Regions from separate parts of the Pan troglodytes genome. Here region 2 is linked to region 1. A link is a contact called in public Hi-C data. All regions are on one chromosome and are shown on one strand. The core of a region is the stretch at or near the end of the contact, and the rest is flanking DNA. Distances in the headings are between cores, read along the strand shown. Region 1 overlaps RAD54L2 (RAD54 like 2). Region 2 holds the start of TEX264 (testis expressed 264, ER-phagy receptor).

What was found. Hi-C and Micro-C count contacts between places; a contact is called where the count stands out from the background.
Region 2: a contact with region 1 is called in a Hi-C map of induced pluripotent stem cells, with 1.6 times the contacts expected there. The contact joins the promoter of TEX264 here to the enhancer-like site in region 1. A contact is called at or near these places in 2 of 7 Hi-C or Micro-C datasets (induced pluripotent stem cells and stem cell-derived neural progenitor cells).

What each region holds. Positions count from the first base shown.
Region 1 is chr2:55,671,704-55,676,246 of NHGRI_mPanTro3-v2.0_pri, forward strand. It overlaps RAD54L2 (RAD54 like 2), which reads left to right. Exons shown (of 22, transcript XM_009445560.5): 10 at 514-856; 11 at 1,496-1,673; 12 at 2,771-3,022; 13 at 3,233-3,351. Among named protein-coding and RNA genes, the nearest start is that of TEX264, 32 kb to the right of the region's middle. Within about 2 kb of position 1,443, at least 2 of the 24 cell types and tissues checked have an H3K27ac peak or open chromatin away from gene starts, as enhancers often do. A contact at or near this core is called in induced pluripotent stem cells, where this site is marked.
Region 2 is chr2:55,703,687-55,707,876 of NHGRI_mPanTro3-v2.0_pri, forward strand. TEX264 (testis expressed 264, ER-phagy receptor) reads left to right here and starts at 2,477. Exons shown (of 5, transcript XM_016941188.3): 1 at 2,477-2,616. LOC107970649 (a long non-coding RNA gene) reads right to left here and starts at 2,449. Exons shown (of 2, transcript XR_001713350.4): 1 at 1,977-2,449; 2 at 1-986.

The DNA of each region.
Region 1 (4,543 bases), core at 193-2,692:
GTAAGGAAAGGAACGGAACAGGGGAAAGGGATATTTATTGCAAGAGTCAACTGCCAGAGGCAGATCATGAGGTCAGGAGTTTGAGACCAGCCTGGCCAACATGGTGAAACCCCATCTCTACTAAAAATACAAAAAATTAGCCAGGCATGGTGGCGCATGCCTCTAATCCCAGCTACTTGGGAGGCTGAGGCAGGAGAATCGCTTGAACCCGGGAGGCAGAGGTTGCAGTGAGCAGAGATTGCGCCACTGCACTCCAGCCTGGATGACAGTGTGAGACTCCGTCTCAAAAAAGAAAAAAAAAGAGTCAACTGCCAGATTAGCATTCATACCAAGTCATACCAGTCATATCCAGGAGCTTGAATGGCTGGCACCCTCTCACCAAGGGGGGCTGACTCTTGCTTTCCTGCTTCCTTCATTTCTTCTGTCTCCTCCAGGGTGCACCCCTACTTCTCATATTATTGACTAAGAGCAGGCCCTGTCACCCTCTGACTCCGGATCCTCTTCCCTCCCTAGAGTTTGAGAAGGCTTTATGCCGCCCTGGCCCTGATGTAGTAATCTGTGATGAGGGACACCGCATCAAAAACTGCCAGGCCAGCACCTCACAGGCTCTGAAGAATATCCGCTCTCGCCGCCGGGTGGTGCTGACTGGGTACCCTCTGCAAAACAACCTCATTGAGTACTGGTGCATGGTGGACTTTGTGCGCCCAGACTTCCTTGGCACCCGGCAGGAGTTCAGCAACATGTTTGAACGTCCTATCCTGAATGGGCAATGTATTGACAGCACACCTCAGGACGTCCGCCTCATGCGGTACCGGAGCCATGTCCTGCACAGTCTTCTGGAGGGCTTTGTGCAGAGGTGAGCCATCCTCAGGGTCCTGCTTCCTGAATTTTCAGAGGGCCCTGTTGCCAAGGGCATGCCAAGCCTGTTATACAGGATAGGGTGTTGGAGTAGGAGGGCCCCTTCCCTGGGGCGTAGTACAACTTTGCTTCCTGTGACAAGCTAGCAGATGGTGGATATCCACTGTTTCAGTTCTCTGGAAGTTTGGCCTAGAAGTGCTTCTCTCAAAAGTTATCTTTAAAGGTACTGGAGACACCTGTCTTACTTGCTGAGAGAAGCAAGAAAAAGGTACCATTCTGCTGACTTACCTTAGGCTAGTCTAAAGCAGACCCCTCATTTTTCCTTGTTGAGATGGCATATGGAGCGAAAGCTCAGAGAGGCAGCCCAAATTAAAGTAAGAACCTCAAGTTCCCCTGTCTCTGTCATGCAGTCAGACATGACCTGGGACAGGTCACTCTGCCTCTTAGTGTTAGTTTTCATCCTTAAGGTGAGTTTCTTCTTGGTTGTTGAACCACTCTGCATTATTGCAAGGCTGCAGTGCATGTTGAGATCCTCAAGAGGGAGGTGTGGCAGGAGTGCAAAAGGCTCTGTTTTTATCTTGTGCTGACCCCTCCTGGCCACACTACCTTGCCGTTCCTGTTCTGTTTGCCTCCATAGGAGAGGCCACACTGTGCTGAAGATTCATCTCCCTGCCAAGGAAGAAAATGTGATCCTTGTGCGGCTCTCCAAGATCCAGCGAGATTTGTACACACAGTTCATGGATCGCTTCCGGGACTGTGGTAGCAGCGGTTGGCTGGGGCTGAACCCCCTTAAGGCATTCTGTGTGTGTTGCAAGGTGCATTGGGGCCTCAGGGAAGATTGAGATGGGGACTAAGGATACACATGGTCCCAAGGGAGTTACTCCTACTGAGAGTCTTCAATAAAGGGAGAATAAAGTGAGAGGGGGCCACCTCAGTTCACTGCACTGGAGGTTTGGGGGCTCCAAGGAGAGAGGTGATGGTTTTGTACCACATAACTCCTGGGGGTGCCATTCACACAGTGTAATATAACTGATGCCCCCTGCAGTGTGCAACTCAGCTGCACAACTTGTTATTCCAAGGGGATTAATGGAAAAATACTGTGGGGCAGCGTTTTTGACTGCTAGCATAATCAGAATTCAAGAGATATATAGCTTAGACAAGTTATTAGGGGTACCTTCCATTGGATTCCATACTTAATCAGATTGAGACCTCTCTCATTCTTTTCTTGAGGGACCTGTTTCATTGACTTCATACCTCTACCCCTGGCTACTCTTCAGCAGACCTGTTAGGTATTATTCTTAATTGACCACTGCTTTAATAAGTCAGCAGAAGGTGTGTGTCTGGGGACAAGAGGGGTTTCCAAATATTTCTTTTATAGCCACAGTCCTGGGTCAAGGCCAGGAAACTAAGGCAAGCGTGGTCTGTGATGATGCTTTGGTATCACTGCATCCTTCCTTCTTCCTTTCCTCTCTTCTCCTGGGAGTTCTCAACTCTTGCTAGGAATACTCTGTGAAATGATATGTGATTGGTCTACTATAAGTCAGATACATTTTGTCTATAGTTTTATACAGTAGCAGACTGTAGCCACACTGTGAAACTGGAACATTCTTACTCTTATTTGAATAAGAATGTCAAAAAGGCTTGTGACAGCTTTTTTGATTATGTATCAAACATACTTACTGGCATGGCTCCTGGTATGCATGCTGCCATTCATGTGTCATGGTGACCAGAACTGATAATCAAAACAAATATGCAGGCCCTTTGGCTGTGAAGGGCTCTGACTTTAATTTTTGGTGTGACAGTGTTTATTGTGGGATGTGTGTGTGTGAGCAAGTATGTGTTTCCAGACTCCCTGGGACACCCTTGGAATGTTCTTTGTCCTGTGTCTCCTCTCCCTTTCCTTGAACCTCAGATCTGGAATCACCCTGATGTGCTGTATGAAGCCCTTCAGAAGGAGAGCTTGGCCAATGAGCAGGACCTAGACGTGGAAGAACTTGGCTCTGCAGGGACCAGTGCCCGCTGTCCACCACAGGGAACAAAAGGCAAGGGAGAGGATAGCACCTTGGCTTCCTCGATGGGAGAGGCAACCAATAGCAAGTTCCTACAGGGCGTTGGCTTCAACCCTTTCCAGGAGCGAGGCAACAACATTGTCACATATGAATGGGTGAGTCAAGCAGATCCTTCAGGAACCATAAACTATTGCTGAGAAGGGATGGTGCAAGCCCTGCCTGGGGAAGGGGTAGGGATGCATGGCTAGGGTCTCTGTATGGAATTATAAAGGTGGCCAGTGAGCTGCTGCCTTGGAAGGAAATAATTTTATTTCTAGTGATCTGGCCTTGGACCTGCTCTAAGCTGCCTTGTTTCTCTCTTGCAGGCCAAGGATCTTCTGACTAATTACCAGACTGGAGTCCTAGAAAACTCTCCCAAGATGGTACTGCTTTTCCACCTGATTGAGGAAAGTGTGAAGCTTGGGGACAAGATCCTTGTGTTTAGGTAGGATGAGAAACTTCCATTTGAGGCTGTGTGTCTATGGTAAAGAATGACAAAACCACCACAGAGCAAGACCAAGACCACCCCCGCCTCCCCTAAGTGCTATTGTGAGGACCTTCTTGCATGTTGTCTGTCTCTTGGAGTTTCTTTCATTGCCCAATTTGATTTCTCCACAGAGAACAATTTAGAACCCTAGGTTAGCACTGGAGTCTAATCTTTCAAATTCTGGCCTGTTTTTGTTTACTTTGAGAGCTAAGGATAGTTTTTACATTTTTAAAAGGTTATAAAAAACATACAAAGAATATGCAGCAGAGGTTCTATGTGGCCAAGAAAGCCTAAACTATTTGCTATCTGTCCTTTTACAGAAAATGTTTGCTGACCCTTGGTTTAATCTTCTATCCCGCCCCAACCTTTTATTTTAGTTTTAAGCTTTGTCTTTAAAGCCAAATAAGTGATGTAGTTTGCTCCGGAGTTATATTCTCAGTCTGGCTAGAGCTTTGAGTCTCATTAAGGCTTGACTCCCCAGGAAAGCAAAGTTGATTGCTTCTCCTTCTTTATAATCTGACCAGATTATGCTCCAAGAAGAGCCAAGTGGCAGGAGCCTGGCTCAGGAGCCTCAGAGTGAGGGCTTCCACATGTGACACACTTTGAGAGGACAGCAGTGATTTTAGCTTGGGGAGAGCCTAGTGTTGATTTTATGGATCACTTCTAAGGACACTGGCTCTCATGGTATCTTGGAAGCAGTCGAGTGATTTTGTCTCTCTAGTAAAACCCATAATCATGTCTGATGTATATTCATGCAGTGGTAGTGTTTAGTGCTGAATGCTATTTGTTACTCTGCATTGAGCTAAACCCCAGAAATTTTCAGCTGTGGAAGTGAAGAATGAAGAGAGTATTTTTTCAGTGTGGTGATAGTCGTAAGTATGTGGATGACTCTGCTCCCATTATACGCTAGGAAGGATACCCTTGGTTGTTCTTGGTATAGTTACCTCTTTCTGTTTCTTTTTCTTTTTCTTTTTTTTGAGATGGAGTTTCACTCTTCCTGCCCAGGCTGGAGTGCAGTGGTGTGATCTTGGCTCACTGCATCTTCCACTTCCCAGGTTCAAACGATTCTCCTGCTTCAGCCTCCTGAGTAGCTGGGACCACAGGCACGTGCCACCATGCCAGGCTAATTATTTTTGGATTTTTAGTAGAG
Region 2 (4,190 bases), core at 1,227-3,726, 33 kb after region 1:
AGTGTTGTTTGATCAAGGAATTGTCTGGATAGTTGTTGGGCTGGGTGGTGGTGAAAGGAATAGATCTTAGAACATAGTGGGCTCTGGGATAGCCCTTGGGTGATGAGATAGGCAGGAACAGAAGGAAGACTGATGGCAGGCTCTTTGTTGCAGTGGGGTTCACTGGGCTTTTTCTGCTTTTGTTCACCTGAAGAAGGATGTATTACCAGGCTCCAGGGGAAACAGCAAGCTGACTTCAGAGTGGCTTGAAGCTAGCTGGTCCTCAGCCAAGGCAAGTCCTGCAGGGGCAGCCCTGACTAGACAGTGAGTGGCTGGGGATGGGCACAATGCCTTCAGAGGGTGGGAGACAGTGTGTCTGTGAGTGGCTGGTGGCAGCGAAAGCATTCTTATTGCATGTGTATTCTCTGTCATCCATGTTGGGGAATCTAGCCACTGGCCCACAGAGTTAAACAGAGCTTTGGAGTGTTGAGAGGTGGGGGAAAGAAGGGACAGTCTACTTCAGCTTCCTGTTTAATTTCTTCAAGGGGAGTGGCCCTGGGGAAACAATTTTCTGGAAATTTACAAAGAAAGAGAAAGAATCTCTGTAGTGATTCCTTGGACAGAGGAAGGCAAGAGGAGATGAAGGCCAAGTCTGGACTCATGATAGGGGAATCTGTGCTATTGGGAGATAAGATTGGGAGTGGAGGATGGTTGCAGCACATGGCTGGGCGAACAGGTTTCCTCAGACCTGTTACAAGGGGTTGGAATGAAGAAAGTGCCTTGTAGAGTAGGCTGCTGCCTCCTGGTGGCCAGCCGCTGCCTTGCAGGGATCCTGCCAAGGGACTTCACTTGGCACTGTTGGAAGCAGCCTGAGGTGAAGCTGGGCAGGCTGATGTCATGGCCTGCAGCCCCAGTCACCAGCGGACTCTCCTCCCACAAAAGAGGTGCTGAAGCTCCTGAGGCACATGTTGAACTCTGATGTGGGGCTCTAGAGTTCCCCAATCAGGCTAAGGGAAGTGAGCAGAGAGAACAAGATAAAGAATGGGCACTTCTTTATAATGGTTTCCTGGGAAAAGCTCACCACCTTCTGAGAAGCAGGAGAAATGACCACGCAGACCCTGCAGGCAGAGGCTGTCAATCTCTGAGCCCGGGCCATGGCTGCTCCTGTGTCAAAGGAAATGCTACCAAGTGTGTAGCCCGCCTGCCTGGGGCACCTAAGCTGGGGGTTTGACCGTGTGCTTGATGTTCATAGGTAAAACAACTGCTGCGACCTGCACTGGCCCAGCCCAGAGTGCCTGTGAGGGGCCAGCTGCCTGTTCTGCCAGTTTGCCTAGAGGGCTGGGACAGGCTTGGCCCTGTGGATAAGGTTCAAACTCCCCTGCCTGCGGAAGGAAGAATGTGAAGCAGAGGGAAAGGAAGCTGGGATTTTGACTGTCTCTGTGTGCACAGCCTGCTCTTTGCTGGTGCAGTAGTGGGATCCACAAGGTGAACCACCCTGTGACTGCTGACTTTTCCCACCACCACCTTCGTGGTGTTCCCATCTGCTGGATCCCCTCCCAAACATCAGTCCTTGTCAGGATACCAAAGTAGCTCTTGGCCTCGCCGGTCTTGTAGCCAAGCTTATGAGCATAGTTGTCACCTTCCCCACCTCCCACCAAAAGTCCGGGATTTTCACGAGGGGAGCATTTTATCTTTGGGCCCCTAGAAGAGTGCTTTGTAGTTTGTAGGTCCTCAGAAATTTGAGGTGAAGATTGAACCAATCATCAAGGAGCTTACACTTGACGTGGGAATCACGTAAGTTACCGCTAAACCACAAAGGTAGACCAGCCTCCCCCAGCCACAACCTGGGCACTGAGGGAGGAGCCTGGAAGAAGGGCATTCCCATGGAACGTGAACTCCAGGAGGGCAGAACCTTGGTTTTGTTCACTCTATCTCCAGCCCCTAGAACTGTCCTGGCAAGGAGTAATAATAAGTGTTGGATGGATGAATATACTCACGGAAGTGGGAATGGGTGGGTGGAGGCAGGAAGCAGATATTTGCGCTATGCAGAAGTTGGATCCACCAGTTTCTTCCGCGAGCCCAGACTGGGCTTCAGCTTCCTCACCTATGCCTTTCTTGGTTCCCAAGTCTGTTGCGAAGCCACAGTGAGAGAAAGTGGCAGGACTAAAGGTGGTACAAATGCCAGAGGCTGATACTGCTGTGCTGCGCCTCCCTAGGCTGTACAAATTCTCCTCAGCCCCAGCTCCCTGGTCCCCAGCCTGGCCCTCTACTGCGGGCCACTGGGCTGCCTCCCGTACCCGAGCCTGGGCCAGGCTGTCACTGTGGTGCTCCTGCCAACCCAGATGCCCTGGGGTGTTGCTAAATCAACCTCAGCAACCGGATAGTTTGTTGGAGGCGGGAAGGTACGCCGTGGGTTCCGCCGCAGCCAGCGCTGGGGCTAGGCACACGCCCGTTGCCATGGAGACGGGGCGGGGCAGGCCTCCGCCCTCCGGGTCCCGCGCGCACGCGCCCACGGCCACGGCCATGTCCCGCCGCGAGAGGGGGCGGAGCGAGCGTGCGCGGCGGGCGCGCGCAGGCTCCGTAACCGAACCCTGAGCCGCCTGCGCGGATCGGCGTCCGCAGCGGGCGGCTGCTGAGGTGAGGGCCGGGCCAGAGGAGAGGCATACCCGCTGGGGCGTAGGTCTGGGACTCCCCCTGTCCGCCCTGGCGCGACCTCAGGACTCTCCGTGTCCCCTCCGTGACCCCCGCGGCCCGGGCCGCTCTTTGCATCTTGTCTTGCCCACAGCTGGCCTCGGCCAGGTCCGAGGGCCTGGATGCGACCTTGGGGCAGCCCCTACTCTTCCGGGCAGCCCACTTCCGCGGCCACCGGTGCAGGGCATGCCCCGGGGCCGTGGAGGTGAGGGAAAGAGGCGCGAGTCGCGTTTTAACTCCGCCCCCGTCCCCCAAGGCCGCGCCTCGCAGCCTGGGCTGCAAACTTTAGCGTCCTTTAAGTTACAGACGTGCGTGGGACTCCGTGAGGAGGTGGGCGAAGAGAAAGGCTCTGAGTAAATAGGCAAGGCCCGGGGTGAGCAGGGGCTGGAATCCGAAAGTGGGAGGCGGCGGCCCCCCACCCTCCATAGTCCTTCCGCCCTCTGCTAGCACCGAAGTTTAGCCCAGGACGGGGGCCGTTTAAGGGCCCGGCCCTCCGCCGCCGCGCACGTGAGCGGCACCAGGAAGCTGGCTGGGCGCAGCCTTCCCTGAGGCTCGCCGGCACCGGCCGCACGCGTCCATCCCGGGCCTCTGAGCGGAGGGGGAACCGAGGCTAGAGGGAGGGCGCAGTCTGCCCAAGGTCAGCGGCAGCGGCAGTTTCTGGGCGCCAAGTGTGGTTGGAGTCCTCCAGGAAGAGGGGCGTGACCAGAGCTCTAGCGAAGAGACCTGACATTGTAAAGCTAGGTTTGGCTTCTGATTTCCACAAGGGGTTTGAGAATGGGACGAGGGTGCTTTAGAGGGACCGGTAGGCTTTCCCTGAGGAGGGTAATCAGGGCATGATGGTTGGCTCAGTGGTTATTTCCTGGGCAGGGGTGACTGTTCTTTCAGCTCCCAGCACTGGAGCGCTCGGCCGCTGCCGCACTGGATGCCAGCAGTTACTAAAAGTGAGCCTGGCATTTCAGGTGAGCTCCCAGACCTTCTTCCTTTTCTCTTGAATATAGGGGAAATTCACGTTACCTCTCCACGTGCCGACCAAGGCTCTGAGACCCCCAGGTGGGTTTTCTCCCCCCCCCCCCCCCCCCCCCCGTTTTCTGAGCAGTTTGGGAAGTGAGAGGAAGAGAAAGGTAGATACTAAGTTTTCTTGAGGAGACAGGAAGTGTTCAGCTGAGATGGCAGATCAGGGTGAGGGCTTGTCATTCCCAAGGCAAGTGGGGGCCTAGATGCTGAGAGTTTTCCAGCTTTGGGCTCAGAGATGTCCAACAAGGATTTAATGCTTCAGCCGTTTTGGAAGCCAGTCACCAGAGAGGAGAGAGAAAGTGGAAATGAGGGGCTGGAGTCAGACTGTCTGGGCTTGTGTTGCCTGCATTTTGGTCCACGTGGCTCTGTTTAATACCTGTGTTACCTTGGGCAAGTCTCTTAACCTCTAACTACTTGAACCTTTAGCCTTACCTACCTCTTTGGATTGCTTTGAGGGTGAATGAAGTAGCTGTGTTTCAACATTTAGACAGTGCCTGGCGTATAGT